Linked DNA regions of Mus musculus: all the other regions are linked to region 1. The links are chromatin contacts, called in public Hi-C and HiChIP or PLAC-seq maps. All regions are on one chromosome and are shown on one strand. The core of a region is the stretch at or near the end of the contact, and the rest is flanking DNA. Distances in the headings are between cores, read along the strand shown. Region 1 overlaps Reep1 (receptor accessory protein 1). Region 2 overlaps Rmnd5a (required for meiotic nuclear division 5 homolog A). Region 3 overlaps Gm38832 (a long non-coding RNA gene).

Region 1 (4,386 bases), core at 821-3,320:
GTCTTAGCCATTGGGCAGAGGACATATTAGATCACAAGTCTATGCAAATCTACAGATACACTCTGTAGTTTCCTGCCCAGTCACTTGTCCTTGATTATCAGATTAGTACCACTCCTCAGTGTGGACAAATCCAGTGTGACTTATTTCTTATTTACTCTGCTGCTTGTTCCAAAAAGTATATGTGTGTATGCACGTATGTATGAATGTATGTATGCATATGTGTATCTGTATGTGTGCATGCATGTGTGTGTGTGTGTGTGTGTGTGTGAGAAACAGTGAGCCAAAGTAAGAAAGTGAAAGTGGGAAGTGAGAAGAAAGGAAGATAGGATCAGGAGAAAATTGTAAATGCATGCTGCCTGGTCATTCCTCACACCCTGAAGAGGGAAATACAGTTAACCAGCGTCCATGGTGCATTGGCACTCAGAGGCATGGCTATCCCAAGAGTGAGGCAGATTATACAAACAAGGGACTAGGGACTTGGCTGAGTGGTAGAGCATCTGCCCGGCATGTGCAATGGCCTGGATTTGATTTCCATCATTCAGAAAAGTAAAGATAAGACAGTAAATACCGGGGCTTGAGAGATGGTTAAGAGAGTGGTTAAGAGCACTGACTGCTCTTCCAAAGATCCTGAGTTCAAATCCCAGCAACCACATGGTGGCTCACAACCATCCGTAATGAGATCTGATGCCCTCTTTTGGTGCGTCTGAAGACAGCTACAGATTACTTGGATACGATAATAAATAAATCTTAAAAAAAAAAAAAAAAGATAGTAAATACCAACAGCACACTTGGCAGACACACAGGACCATCCTAACAATTGGGGTGTTTTTAGGCAGGGTTCTGTGTCTCTCTTTCTGTCTCCCAGCCACCCACACTGGCCTCCTGTGCTCCCAGCCTCTGCCCAGATCAGGCCAGGCTTCTACTCCTGCCTAGATATCTGTAATGATCGCCACTCCTGGGAGTCACAGAACTACTTCTTTTCAAACTACGCTTCTTGTTCAAGGTTGCAGTGGGAAGCATGCACAAAGCCCTGTTAAGAGTTTCAGTGCCGAGATGGGCCCTGATTTTTGTTTCTTTCTTCGTTTTATTTTGCTTTTGTGTCTGAGACAGGGTCTCCACACTGGAGCCGAGACTAGCCTGGAACTCACTTTGTGGCCCAGGCTAACCCAAAGAAAATTTCTGCCTCCGTTTCCCAGAGTTAGGGGTACTGGCATGCATGCCCACCTATGAGGTGGTTATCATTGTGGTTAGTGTGTGGTTTAGATGCTCAGCCTCAGGACATTCTGGTGGGCAGACTGAGGAATTATATACCCAAGGATCCTGCGGTGTCTCTGGGTTATCATAACAACTGGCAGGGGAAAACTCTTCATTTAAGGGAACAGCACACACCTGTTCAGAGGTCTAAACTCAGCTAGGATGAACTCATCCTGAAGATGTAGGTTTTTGAGGGGTGGAGCTAGCCAGGATGCTTCTGCATTTTTACTTTGGCCTGAGAGCCTTGGGTCCTAACTAGGTCTGGACCTTATTCTTCTTTCCAGACAGGAGGAATCTGTGTCTAGAGGGATGTCCTGGTTAGTGAGAGCCATGCTCCAGTGTGGAGCAGAGCTGAACTGTCTAAAATGACAACAGGCTTCCATTGAGATCACTAGATGATCCGGACCAGCTGAGTGCCCAGGCCTTCCTCAGACACTCAGAGGACAAGGGATGAGCAGCCACAGCCCCACAACTCAGGATGTTTTCTGCTGAGACACTGTGGCCCACAAGAGAACCAGGGCATATGGCAGGAGCTGCAGGGTATAGATTCTAGGCATTATCTGGGGCTCAGGCAACTTTGGAAGACCAGAGTGTTCAAGAAAGGTGGCATTACTGCTCTCAAGTTCAACAAGCTGATTTAGGCAGGGAAGGACAAGAAAGCAACTATACTCGGAGTAAACAGTCTGCGAGAGGCACAAAGTGAAGAAAGAAAGAAAAAAAAATCAAGGCAAATTTATGATGTCAGGCTGACAAGGCTCACACAGCCTGAGCAGATGGCTCTCCACCCACGGCTCAGCCCTATAAGGCCGGCTGACAGCAGCTATGGGCTCATGCTGCCCTCTGCTGGCTGCTATGGAGCACTGGAAACTGGAAACACGAAACACTCTTAGTTGCAGCTTTTAGTTAATTCCACAAGGACTACTGTTACACAGCAACTAGCCCGTTCTGCGCCTGAATAGGATTTTAGAAGCAGTAGCAGGGTGTCCCAACAAGAGCTCAGGAGTCTGTATGTAGACGTCAGAGTGGTGGAATCGGATGAGTTGTGGACCCTCTAGCTCTATCTTCTGTAACTCTGGATGAAGACAACATACCAAGAATAGAACTATGTTCTGGATGAAGATAACAGACCAAGAATAGAACCATGTGTCCGTGGATTCGAGATAAACTGGGTATAGCAGAAAGTAATTTGCATTCTGCCTAAGCTAGGACATTCTGGCTCAATGACATGGCTGCATTCAATGGGCCAACTTAATTCTGGAGCTTTGCCTATAGCTCATTCAAGTTTCACTGAAGTAAGAATCTTGCTGTCGCATGGGGGTGGGGTGGGAGATACATTCAGATTTTGCATCTTTATGAGGGTCCTCTTCTATCTAGCACCAGGTATTTTGAAATGAAAAATCTGCATCCATTAGGTCTCTAGGCCTACATTTTACATACTGTCTCTTCCAGGATGCCTGGTGCTGCATAGACAAGGGTACTGCACTGTCAGCATCTCCTGTGTGTACGAGTTAGAAAGCATCACCCCTCGGAGGCACAGTTCTTGTCTTCAGAGAAGGCTATTTCTGTTGTCCACTCTTCCATTGTCCAGTCACAGATCTAAGAACAGGGCATGGCAAGTCTCAGAGTTAAGGAAGTGTCTTCTATCCTCCTGGGAGCTGTTCAATGGCTTCTGAGTCTGCAGTTGATTCTGTACACTCTGCTAAGGCTTCCACTTATACCTTCACTTTCCTGAGTCCCCCCTAAAGACAGTACGGCTTCTTCAGATAGGGGGCCCTGGCTGTCCTAACAGGTTTGTTGTGCTGTGTACCTAATCACCCTTCCTGCCATCCTTGCTCCCTTCCACACTGACCCCTTCTCGCTGTCCTTTGTCTCCTTTGTTAGATGGACATTAAGTGGTTGAGGGAGATGTGAATGAGGGTGGTGTGAAGTCATGGGAGCCCCACCAGGTCCGAAACCCACTGGCGTTTTCTGACGAGGAGGAGGAGGACCTGTTGGAGTTCATGTACAAGTATAAGGCACCGAGGAGGAGCGAGTTGCCCCTGGAGGTACATAGTGTCTGGGGGTGTGGGCTAGAACATGTGTTTGCACTAGAGATCTGGGGGTCCTGAGAATGACATTACTTGTGATACCCAACACTTTCTGAGTGCTTAGGGGAAAGAACGACTTCCCTCCAAACAGGTAGGACAAACCACCAGTTACCTGCCAAGATCTGTGTGTGTATGTGTGCGTGCGTGCGTGCGTGCGTGCGTGCGTGCGTGTGTGTGTGTGTGTGTGCAGCTACCCCATGGAGTCCATACCCCATGGAGTCCAGGACAGTAAGTGCCTCACCAGGTGAGTTATTCCTCCAGCTCCAGTTCTTTAGTTATCAGGAAACAATATACTTAGCACTGTGGCCAATTATGGATATAGACAGGGCTTTGGCAGCAGAAGGACCATGCCTGTGACTCGTGTTCTGTGACAAAGGTGGAGAGTTACTAGTCACAGGCTCAGGGAAAAGCCACTCAATTCCTTTCTGGTTCTTTATCTACTAAACCTGATGGCCTGCGGGTCCATTGTGAAAAAGTCATGATTCCGGTCACACACAAAATTAGAGACCCTGGTGAGAATCAGACAGGATGCTCAGAAACATTCCCCTTCATAAGCCTAGGCTCCTAGCATCCCTGTTCTCTCTGAGATGGAAGCTACAACCACCTCAGATGGAGGAGTTCCTCACATTCCTGGACAAGATGGATCATTTCATATTCTCTCATATATTCTTGCCCCCCCCAACCCTTCTCCAGTGTTGGGATCAAGCCAGGGCCACCCACATATGCTAGACAGACATTCTACCACTGGGCTATGTCTCCAACCGGTCAGTGTGGATTAGTTCTGGGTACTGGGTGAGTCCTATCTGACCTCAGGATCTGGGAAACCTCATGATGGGGAGAGTTCTCTCTCAATCTCTAAATATGCCAGAGCCCAAGAGAGTCTTGTTTTGTTTGTTTGTTGTTTTGTTGTTGTTATTGTTTTTGAGACAGGGTTTCATTTTATAGCCCAATCTGGCCTCCACCTTTCTCTGTAGTAGAGGCTGGCCATGAACACCTAATGCTCCTGCCTCTACTTCCCGAATACTGGGATCACAAGTGTGCATCA
Region 2 (4,386 bases), core at 1,054-3,553, 390 kb before region 1:
AAAACTAAAAAAAGAAGTTGGGTGAAGGTGACACATGCCTTTAATCCCAGTACTGAGGCAGGCGAATTCGAGGCCAGCCTGGTCTACAGAGCTAGGTCCAGGATAGCCAGGGCCACACACACACACACACACACACCTGTCTCAAAAACAAAACAAACAAACAAACAAACAACAACAACAACAAGAGTGAGGAAAGCAAATCTGTATCCTGGTTTCAAGGTTTTCTGGCTAGTTCGTTTTTGCCTTCTTTGCCGTTCATAAGTCTCTACTGTTTAATTTTTAAATTTTTTGGAGGAGGGGCTGAGACAGGGTTTCTCTGTGTAGCCCTGGCTGTCCTGGAACTCACTCTGTAGACCAGGCTGGCCTCGAACTCAGAAATCCGCCTGCCTCTGCCTCCCAAGTGCTGGGATTAAAGGCATGTGCCACCACTGCCTGGCTTCTTATCCAATCTCTTGAACTAGACCCTAACCAGTGAAAAAAACCACAAATAACCTAATGCTAAAATGACGCACACATAAACTGACTGGTCCCCAGTACTAATGAAGCACAATCACCTATAAACGTCCGAGTTTCACTTCTACTTAACAGACATCCTACATTTCACAGTTGATTCATGGCAGCTCACTGACACTTTTTAAAAAAGCAATTTACATTTTGTGTGTTGTCTGTAACAACCAGAAAACTGGACTGGTGATATTTTGCTTTTCTTCTAGACTCAGCTAGAAACCCACAGTACACTGGGGCTATTTTATACCCTAGAGGCCATTCAAACAAATAAATAATGGGTATCTAAAGATGTGATTCACTACAAACTCAGAATCTGCCTATAATTCTCCACATGCCTAAGCATATGTAATAAGCAATATCCACCTGACTGAGTTACATCCCTCACTGGTTTGTGAATAAACATAGCCCCGGGTAGAAATGACTTGTCTAATAATTACTTCTCAATCTTATCAACCAGCCTACAAACTTGTCAACAGCGATTTAATTCACTAGGAAAGAAAGAAAACCACCACGGAAAATAAAAAATGCTTTCAAAGATATCTTTACTCGTTAATATATATTATCAGTTTGCTTGTTTTTAGAAACAGGGTTTTATGTAGCTAAGGTGGCCTCAAACACAATGTAATAAAGATGATCTTGAACTCTTGACACCCTGCCTTCCTTACAAGTGCAGAGACTAAGTATACAGACTCCATAACATACAATCAGAATTTTAATAGTTACTGGTAGCTTCCTGCTGAAGGACTATACCTCCCAGCTTCTCTTGAGGACTATGGAAGTCATTTCCACATCCCATCTTCCTCTGTAGGCATTCTGGCCATTCAAACATGTGGGTAATAGTGAATATTCATGCAGTGAATAGACATGTCTTAGGGTTTTACTGCTGTGAACAGACACCATGACCAAGGCAACTCTTATAAGGACAACATTTAATTGGGGCTGGCTTACAGGTTCATAGGTTCAGTCCATTATCTTCAAGGCAGGAGCATGGCAGGATCCAGGCAGGCATGGTGCAGGAGGAGCTGAGAATTCTACATCTTCACCTGAAGGCTACTAGCAGAATACTGGCTTCCAGGTAGCTAGGATGAGGATCTTAAAGGCCACATTCACAGTAACACACCTACTCCAACAAAGCCATACCTACTCCAACAGGGCCACACCTTCTAATAGTGCCACTTTCTGGGATGAGCATATGGAAACCATCACACTGCCTAAGGTCAGACCAAGCCTTTCTTTCCTTCTGCCTTTTTTCTCTACAGCTGCTTTTAAAATAATCTAACAGTTACCACTAACACTATCTGTTCAAATAATACAATTCTTTGGATAATTAATTTCCTTGAGATATATACCAAAAAATAAATGCTTATTGAGAAACCTTTTAAAAGTCTAGCATTTAAACAGTGGTATGTATGGAGTTTTACAAGGATGCCCTTCACATCTTCACTTTCCCTTCACAAAGCCTTCTATGGTTACTACTACATAGGTAAGAAAAACAGAACACCCTTTCCAGTAGGATTATCTTTAACCACAGTGAAACTTTCTAACATAGTTGCGGTCTTGGACAGAAGAATACATGTTTCTAAACTCCCTTCAACTATCTATTCTTTCATTTTAAGCAATTAAGGAAGACAAGAAACCCTTTTACAGTTTATGTTCTCGTTGCACGTAATAAAAATTAAAGCCAAAATATAAATGGATGTTGAGGGATGAAATACAAGTCAACTCCCTTTGTGGTAACTGTAGGTTCTTACTCAGTGTTGCATCAGAGCTGGCATTGCTTCCAGCTTCTGTTACTAGGTGACCAAACACATTTACATGGCTAGCCAGGAAATCAACAACACGGTAAACCAGCAGAGGCACTATGTGAAGAAACACCTCTATTATTAGCACCACATGCTTGACTTTTCCCTTTCATATTTGTAAAACAATGAGAGTTACATACCATTTAGGAAGCAGAGGCCTGAGGATCCTGAGTTCAGTGTCAGCCTGGGTTACACAGCAAACTAAAAGCAAACAATATGCCAGGCATGGTGGCACATACCTTTAATTCCAATATTGGTAGGCTGAGGCTGGCAAATCTCTGAGTTTCAGGCCCTGCTGGTCTACAGAATGAGTTACAGGATAGCCAGGTTTACCCAGAGAAACCCTGTCTTGAAAAACAAACAATAAAGCAAAGAGAAGCCTGGCATGATGATCTTACACTGGGAGAAGGAGTCAAACAAGAACCAAAAAAGGACAACAAAGTGTGTCCATTTATGCAGGACACAATAAAGCTTGGAAAAAGAAAACCACAACATACTAAACTTAAGAGACTGAAGGGTAGAGAAGTCATGAGAACTAAATTACAGCCTATATATGCTATCTCTTTAACCACTTCATATATACAATCAGGTAGGTTTAAAGAGTAGTTTTTATTGCTCACCTAAATGCATTCGTGAATCACAGTTACTGAGCAGTCCATTGTAAAACAGTATTTGCTTTAATTCCTAAGTGCCAATTCTCAGTGTTATTTCTAAGCTTCCCATCTACTTATGAAAAACTGGCATATGAACCCAACAATTGGTTACTGTTGGACCTACAAGGAACTGGTTCTTTCTCAGCATCTAGTTAATCTGGGTTAGTAAGACAAAGCAAACTCCAAAGGACTCTCAACAGAGTAAGGAGACCTGGATTGAGAGAAATCACTACTTCATATTCAACTCACAAAGAGTATTGAAGCAACCTCCAACTGAAAAGACAGACAGCCAATCTAAGAGGAAACCATGGGCAAAAGAATATGAAATTCACAAGAAGTCATCCTAATGTTAACATGTGAAAAGATGCTCCACTTCAAAACACAGGAAAGGCAAGGTGAGTCTGACCAGACACTATTTCACACCCACCTGGTTACTATCTGGCCATTGCAAATGTGATGAGAAAAGAGGGAACAGCACTGCCCCAGGTGTGCTGAACAGGACTGTAAACTGGTATAAACCCTAAGGGGAAAGTCTGGCAACACCCTGTAAAGCTGATGCTAAGGTTCAAAACCTATGAGGAAATAAACCTGTACTTAGCATATGCTAGACCACAGTCCTTCACAAGCTATGGCTGGGAAATGAGCCTGGTAGTGTAGCAGAAGCAGAAGCGTAGGTGGACTCTAGATGCCAACACTATCTTTTTTGACATCCTATTACCTCCTCTGTACAATACTCACACCTCTGCTTTGGTATTTGAAGTTAAGAGAAAGACAGGTTCAAACTGCTAAGCTTTTACTTTATAAACATAAAGACATACTAAGCCACACCACAGGCTGCACACTTACAAAGATAACATGCTCCACAACCTGTCTGTCGCTTCCCTATCTCCCTCAAGGACAGAGAACAAGGATAGGACAGAGCAGAGCAATGCCAGTGACTTATTCTCCCAAAGATGGCAAACATACTTTCCCATTTTACAAGGAAAGGAGAAAGACTCCTGTGCATACTGCAGATCCTCCAAAGACACCAATTCCCAAGGAATTCTACTTGAGAAGGTTCCTTAAAATCTCAGCTCTAGGTTTTAGTATCAGTTTTCCCCATTTGCTCTCTGGCTCTAACATAAACCTCAGTTTTCACATCATACCTAGGACTGAAGTTGCTGGGATTCAAATTAAACCATTATTCAAGAAGATGTAAACAATGCACAAAGTGTTCTACCAATATTCATCCAAAGTAAATATTTAACCTGCAAAAGGTGAGTCAGTCCTTTCCGCCGCCGATTCTGATGCCACATGTAAGATAATCTCCACTAGAAGCACAAATTTTTATTAAAGTTTTATCAGTGTTGTTATGTGTATATGGTGTGACTGTAAAAACAGGCGGATAATTTCTCACCACGGCACATCCAGTTCTCTCCTTCACC
Region 3 (4,386 bases), core at 850-3,349, 360 kb after region 1:
GAAATAGTTAGGTAAATTCCTTAGTGGAAAAATTAACATCCCAGTAGCTTAAAAGCTACTCCACCATGCAGTCAAAACCTTCCACCAGCATGCATTGATGGAAATGATTGTAAGCAAAGAGAGAGAGAGAAAAAATGTTTGTTTTGTTTTGTTTTGTTTTGTTTTGTTTAAATACTAGTCCTAGAAGCCACAATGCAAAGTCAGCATATCTAAGGAATCACCATCCTGCGCCTTGCAGGGCCTTCCATGTAGCATCAGCTGACTCAAGAGTCCATTTTTCCCTACTTGGCTTTGCTCTGACTGAGGTAGAATAAAGGCCCTAGGTGATCCGTCATGGAAAATGCACCCTCAAGTTTTCCAAAACTGGGAACTGAAATTGAACTGATGATGGCTTCATTTTCACACACACACTAAATCCTCCAGGTCTGGGACTGTGGCCCTGACACCGAGTGGAGGCCCCTCCCCAGGGTACCCATCTCTGTGGCTCCGGCTGACTCTCCTGACAGGCCGTTCCACTGCTAATGCCATTTTGTGCAAACAAAACACAGTTCCAGAAGGTACTCATGACTGTATCCTAGTGCCCAGTAGGGCTCTCAAAAATACGGCCCTGCTCCATTAGAATAACCACCATCAGTGCCTGCAGTCCTCTGCCAGCCAAATCCCTAGGCGGCAAAAACACCGGCTCAGACCCTTTGTACCAGAGTTTCCATCTAGAAGGGGGAACGTAATTAAGCAAAGGTAGTGTAATGAGGACGTCGGCATCAGGGTTCCTCTAGGAAAATTCCATGCTGGAGGAAAGATGGGCCACCCACAGGAACTCTGACTTTAGAGGAAAAACTACCTGCCTATGCATTGTATCCTTCCTGCATTGTCCCCCTCTATCTCTGTCTCTGTCTCTTTCTCTCTCCCTCTCCCTCTCCCTCTCTCTCTCTCTCATACACACTCACATGTAAAGCTGCAGTAAGCAGGTTTAAGGTAGATTGGGGTGTGTGTGTGTGTGTGTGTGTGTGTGTGTGTGTATGTGTGTATGTGTGTGTGTACGTGTGTGTGTGCTGGTACATGTGTGCACACTTGTGCACCTGAGATTGACATTAAGTCTCACTTGATCTCCGAGTTAATCACTTAACTCACTGAGTTAGCATCTCCCAGTTGACCCCAGAACTCACCAATACTGGTTAGTCTAGCTTTCAGGCTTGCTCTGGGCACCCCTGTCTGCCTTCCCAACGCTGGGATTGCCCATCTGGCATTTACATGGGTTCTGGGATCTGAACTCCCAGCCTCACACTCAAAGAGCAAGCACACTACCAGTTTTTTTCCCATCCCATTTCTTCTTTTAATAAAAGCTTTTGGACGCAGGGTCAGGCCTTATGGCTGGAAGCCAGCAGTAGCTTCAGACATCAAAGCTATTAACCATGGGACAAAACGCCATTTTCAGCAAGTCTGAGCCCAGGCCAGGGGGTGATCAACAGGAGGCAGGAGGCAAGAGGCTGGAACTCAGTGCAGACAGAGTGAGCTTGCTGAGGGAAGGAAGTGACACACACTGTCAACTCACAACAGGATATACTTTCTCAAAGCACAGCATGGCATGGCTCACTTTATCTTACCAAACCAAACTGACAAATGTAGGCTCAGGCATGACCTCAGCTGAAACTTTGCAGGCCAAACTGAGATCATTGTCAGGGCAAAAGGCAGTTGGACTCCCAGGGGAATACTAGTGGAAGATTCCCTTGACCCATCGTTAAAAACCAACAATGTGACTGCGGATAGAAGAAGCCATGGGGACCTGGGCGTTGAGTGTCCTGGGAAGGGGGATGCAAGAAATCTGACTTCTTGTTGGGCCACACTGAAAACCGATTGGGGCTGGCGGTCTGGGCCTCAGCATCCTTCAGGCTGCCTTCTGACTCAGGATTCTGCTAGCCATTTATCTAGATTCTTTGAAAGCCAAGAACAGGAGTTAGGAGCCTAACTTTGCATCAGCACTGGTGTGCGCGGGAGCCAGTCACAGCCCCTCTGGCAGTTTCTCCACTCAGCAGAGCCTGTTCACTGGGACTTCGCTTTTGAAAAGAAAACCAGTGACTATTACTCATGAGCCGGTACGCAGCGCCACCTAGTGTCGTGAAGCCGTGTGTACTGTTCTTAGTGCCGAGCTTCCAGCCCTGACTGACTGTTGCAGGGTTCCAGCAGCTGGAGCACACACAGAACCTTCCCGCTCCGTCTGCGCATTTCCTATCTGATGTCCTAGCTAGAGGCTCCTCTTCCCCTCTCATGCCTTTGTCCCCGATCTTTGTTTCTCTGTCATCTCTTTCTGGAAGAACATCAATTCCCATGGGTCAAACCACACACTGGGAGGAAAACAAAACAAAAAAGCCCAAACAAACAAACAAACAAAAAGCCCAGCTTCTTCAACAAATGGTACTGGTCAAACTGGCTGTCTGCACGTAGAAGAATCCACATAGATCTATATTTACAACACTGCCCAAACTCCATATGAAGCAAAGACCTCAACATAAAATCAGATACACTGAACCTGATAGAAGAAAAAGTAGAAAATAGTTTTGAACTCATTGACACAGAAGAAGACATTCTGAACTGAACACCATTAGCATAGACACTGAGAACATAATTCACAAATAGAACCTCATGAAAAGCTACTGTGTGGCAGGGGACATCATAACTCAGACAAAGTAATAGACTACAGAATGGGAAAAGATTTTTTTTTTACCAACAATAGAGTGCTAATATCTCTAAAATGTATAAAGAATGAAAAAACTGGACATCAAGAAAACAAGCAACCCAATTAAAAATGGGGTACATATATGAGCAGAAAATTCTCAAAAGAGGAAATACAAATGGCTGAGAAGTACTTTAATGTTCAGTATTGTTAGTCATCAGAGAAATGCAAATCAACTTTGAAATTTCATCTTATACCAGTCACAATGATCAAGTTCAATAAAACAAGTGACAGCAGATGCTGGTGAGGACATGGAGGGAGGGGTCAGTCCTCCACTGCTGGTGGGAGTGCACACTTGCACAGCTACTATGGAAATCAGTGTGGTGACCCTCAGGGAGATGGGGACTGATCTACCTAAGATCCAACTATACCACTCTTGGACATCTACCTAAAGGCTACTTCATGCTACCATACCATACTATTCTATACCATACTATACGGTACTATTCTATATCATACTATACGGTACTATACTATACATTACTTGCTCAACCATGTTCATTGCTGCTCTATTCATAATAACCAGAAATTGGAAACAGCCTGGATGTCCACCAATGGATGAATATATATTTTTAAATGTGATAAGTTTACATAATGGAATGCATTCAGCCATTAGAGAAATAAAGTCATGAAATTAGGAAATAAAAACATCATCCTGAATGAAGTAACCTAGACCTAGAAAGACAACTTTGGCATACGCTTGTTTATTTGTGATGTTAGCTGTTGAGTCTTTAATAAGCAGGCTACCATCCAGATAACCACAGAGGTTTGGCAGAGAGTAAGGGACTAGCAGGGAGGGAGGGAGGGATGTCCCTAGGAAGGAGAAATAAAACAGGTAAGTATAAGTGGACAGGGGAGGCAGGAACAGGAGGATAAAATGGGGACAGGAGGAAAGAAGAAGTAAGGGAAAGAATATGGGAAGAGACTGATAGCACTAAGAGCCATTTGAGGGGTCATGGGGAAACTAACACAATAGAAGTGTCCTAAATCTAAATGAAATGATCAAATAATGGGAGATGGAACCCCAACTGGACATTTCTGGTCACCAAATGAGCTTCTTGTGCTGGTAATGGGTTATATCTAATTGAGTCGTTGGCCAAAGGCATCCCATTGGAACTCCCAACCAACCCAGGCTGTTGCCAAAGCTTTTGGCTGTTGTCCTTAAACTGATAGTAAAGCCCTATTCCTGGAGACAACAACCACACAACTCACTGAACACAGAGAAGTAGAGTTGATGCCTACATACAGCCATCACCCTATAGACTACTGTTCTGGATACTTGAGGGTGCTCAGCACACTACCGAAGGAGAAAGGTAACTACCCATCAAGCTACAAAGTCCTTGAATCTACAATAATGACCTGCTTGTAAGATGTGCTAGGGCAATAGTGGCACAAAGCTTGTGGGCGTAACCAGCCAATATCTGATTTGAGTAAAGGCCCACTCCATGAGATGAACTATATCCCTGATAGTGTTCTGATGGTCAAGAACCAGAGACAAGATAGGCCAGGGACCTAGGGAAAAATCGAATACTCCTGCTCTGCTAAAGGAATGAACTAATAAAGTGTTACTCCTAACAACATTCTGCTCTAGTCATAGATCGATGTCTTAAGCTTAACACATTAACACAGAGGCTTCCTCCTGCAGTGGCTGGAAA

What was found. A called contact is a pair of places that touch in the nucleus more often than the background predicts. HiChIP or PLAC-seq counts read pairs in DNA pulled down with a chosen protein or histone mark.
Region 2: an H3K27ac HiChIP or PLAC-seq map of heart atrium shows a contact between it and region 1, with 9 times the contacts expected there. The contact joins two enhancer-like sites. A contact is called at or near these places in 1 of 15 datasets of contacts at CTCF or cohesin (pro-B cells), 44 of 484 Hi-C or Micro-C datasets (the AML12 cell line, B cells, the Ba/F3 cell line and 32 more), 5 of 115 datasets of contacts at active chromatin or transcription factors (bone marrow-derived dendritic cells, cardiomyocytes, heart atrium and 2 more) and 2 of 9 other capture datasets (adipose tissue and embryonic stem cells).
Region 3: a contact with region 1 is called in a Hi-C map of regulatory T cells, with 4 times the contacts expected there. The contact joins two enhancer-like sites. A contact is called at or near these places in 1 of 15 datasets of contacts at CTCF or cohesin (the G1E-ER4 cell line), 8 of 484 Hi-C or Micro-C datasets (CD8 T cells, the N1E-115 cell line, brown adipocytes and 2 more) and 1 of 9 other capture datasets (embryonic stem cells).

Annotation. Positions count from the first base shown.
Region 1 is chr6:71,802,196-71,806,581 of GRCm38.p6, forward strand. All of the region lies in intron 6 of Reep1 (receptor accessory protein 1), which reads left to right. Among named protein-coding and RNA genes, the nearest start is that of Mrpl35, 19 kb to the right of the region's middle. Within about 2 kb of position 2,071, at least 53 of the 459 cell types and tissues checked have an H3K27ac peak or open chromatin away from gene starts, as enhancers often do. A contact at or near this core is called in CD8 T cells, heart atrium, muscle stem cells and 1 more, where this site is marked.
Region 2 is chr6:71,416,763-71,421,148 of GRCm38.p6, forward strand. The region is part of intron 2 of Rmnd5a (required for meiotic nuclear division 5 homolog A); the gene reads right to left. Among named protein-coding and RNA genes, the nearest start is that of Rmnd5a, 22 kb to the right of the region's middle. Within about 2 kb of position 2,304, at least 71 of the 459 cell types and tissues checked have an H3K27ac peak or open chromatin away from gene starts, as enhancers often do. A contact at or near this core is called in heart atrium and muscle stem cells, where this site is marked.
Region 3 is chr6:72,162,977-72,167,362 of GRCm38.p6, forward strand. It overlaps Gm38832 (a long non-coding RNA gene), which reads left to right. Exons shown (of 2, transcript XR_869176.3): 2 at 4,377-4,386. Among named protein-coding and RNA genes, the nearest start is that of Gm38832, 3.3 kb to the left of the region's middle. Within about 2 kb of position 2,100, at least 42 of the 459 cell types and tissues checked have an H3K27ac peak or open chromatin away from gene starts, as enhancers often do. A contact at or near this core is called in CD8 T cells and regulatory T cells, where this site is marked.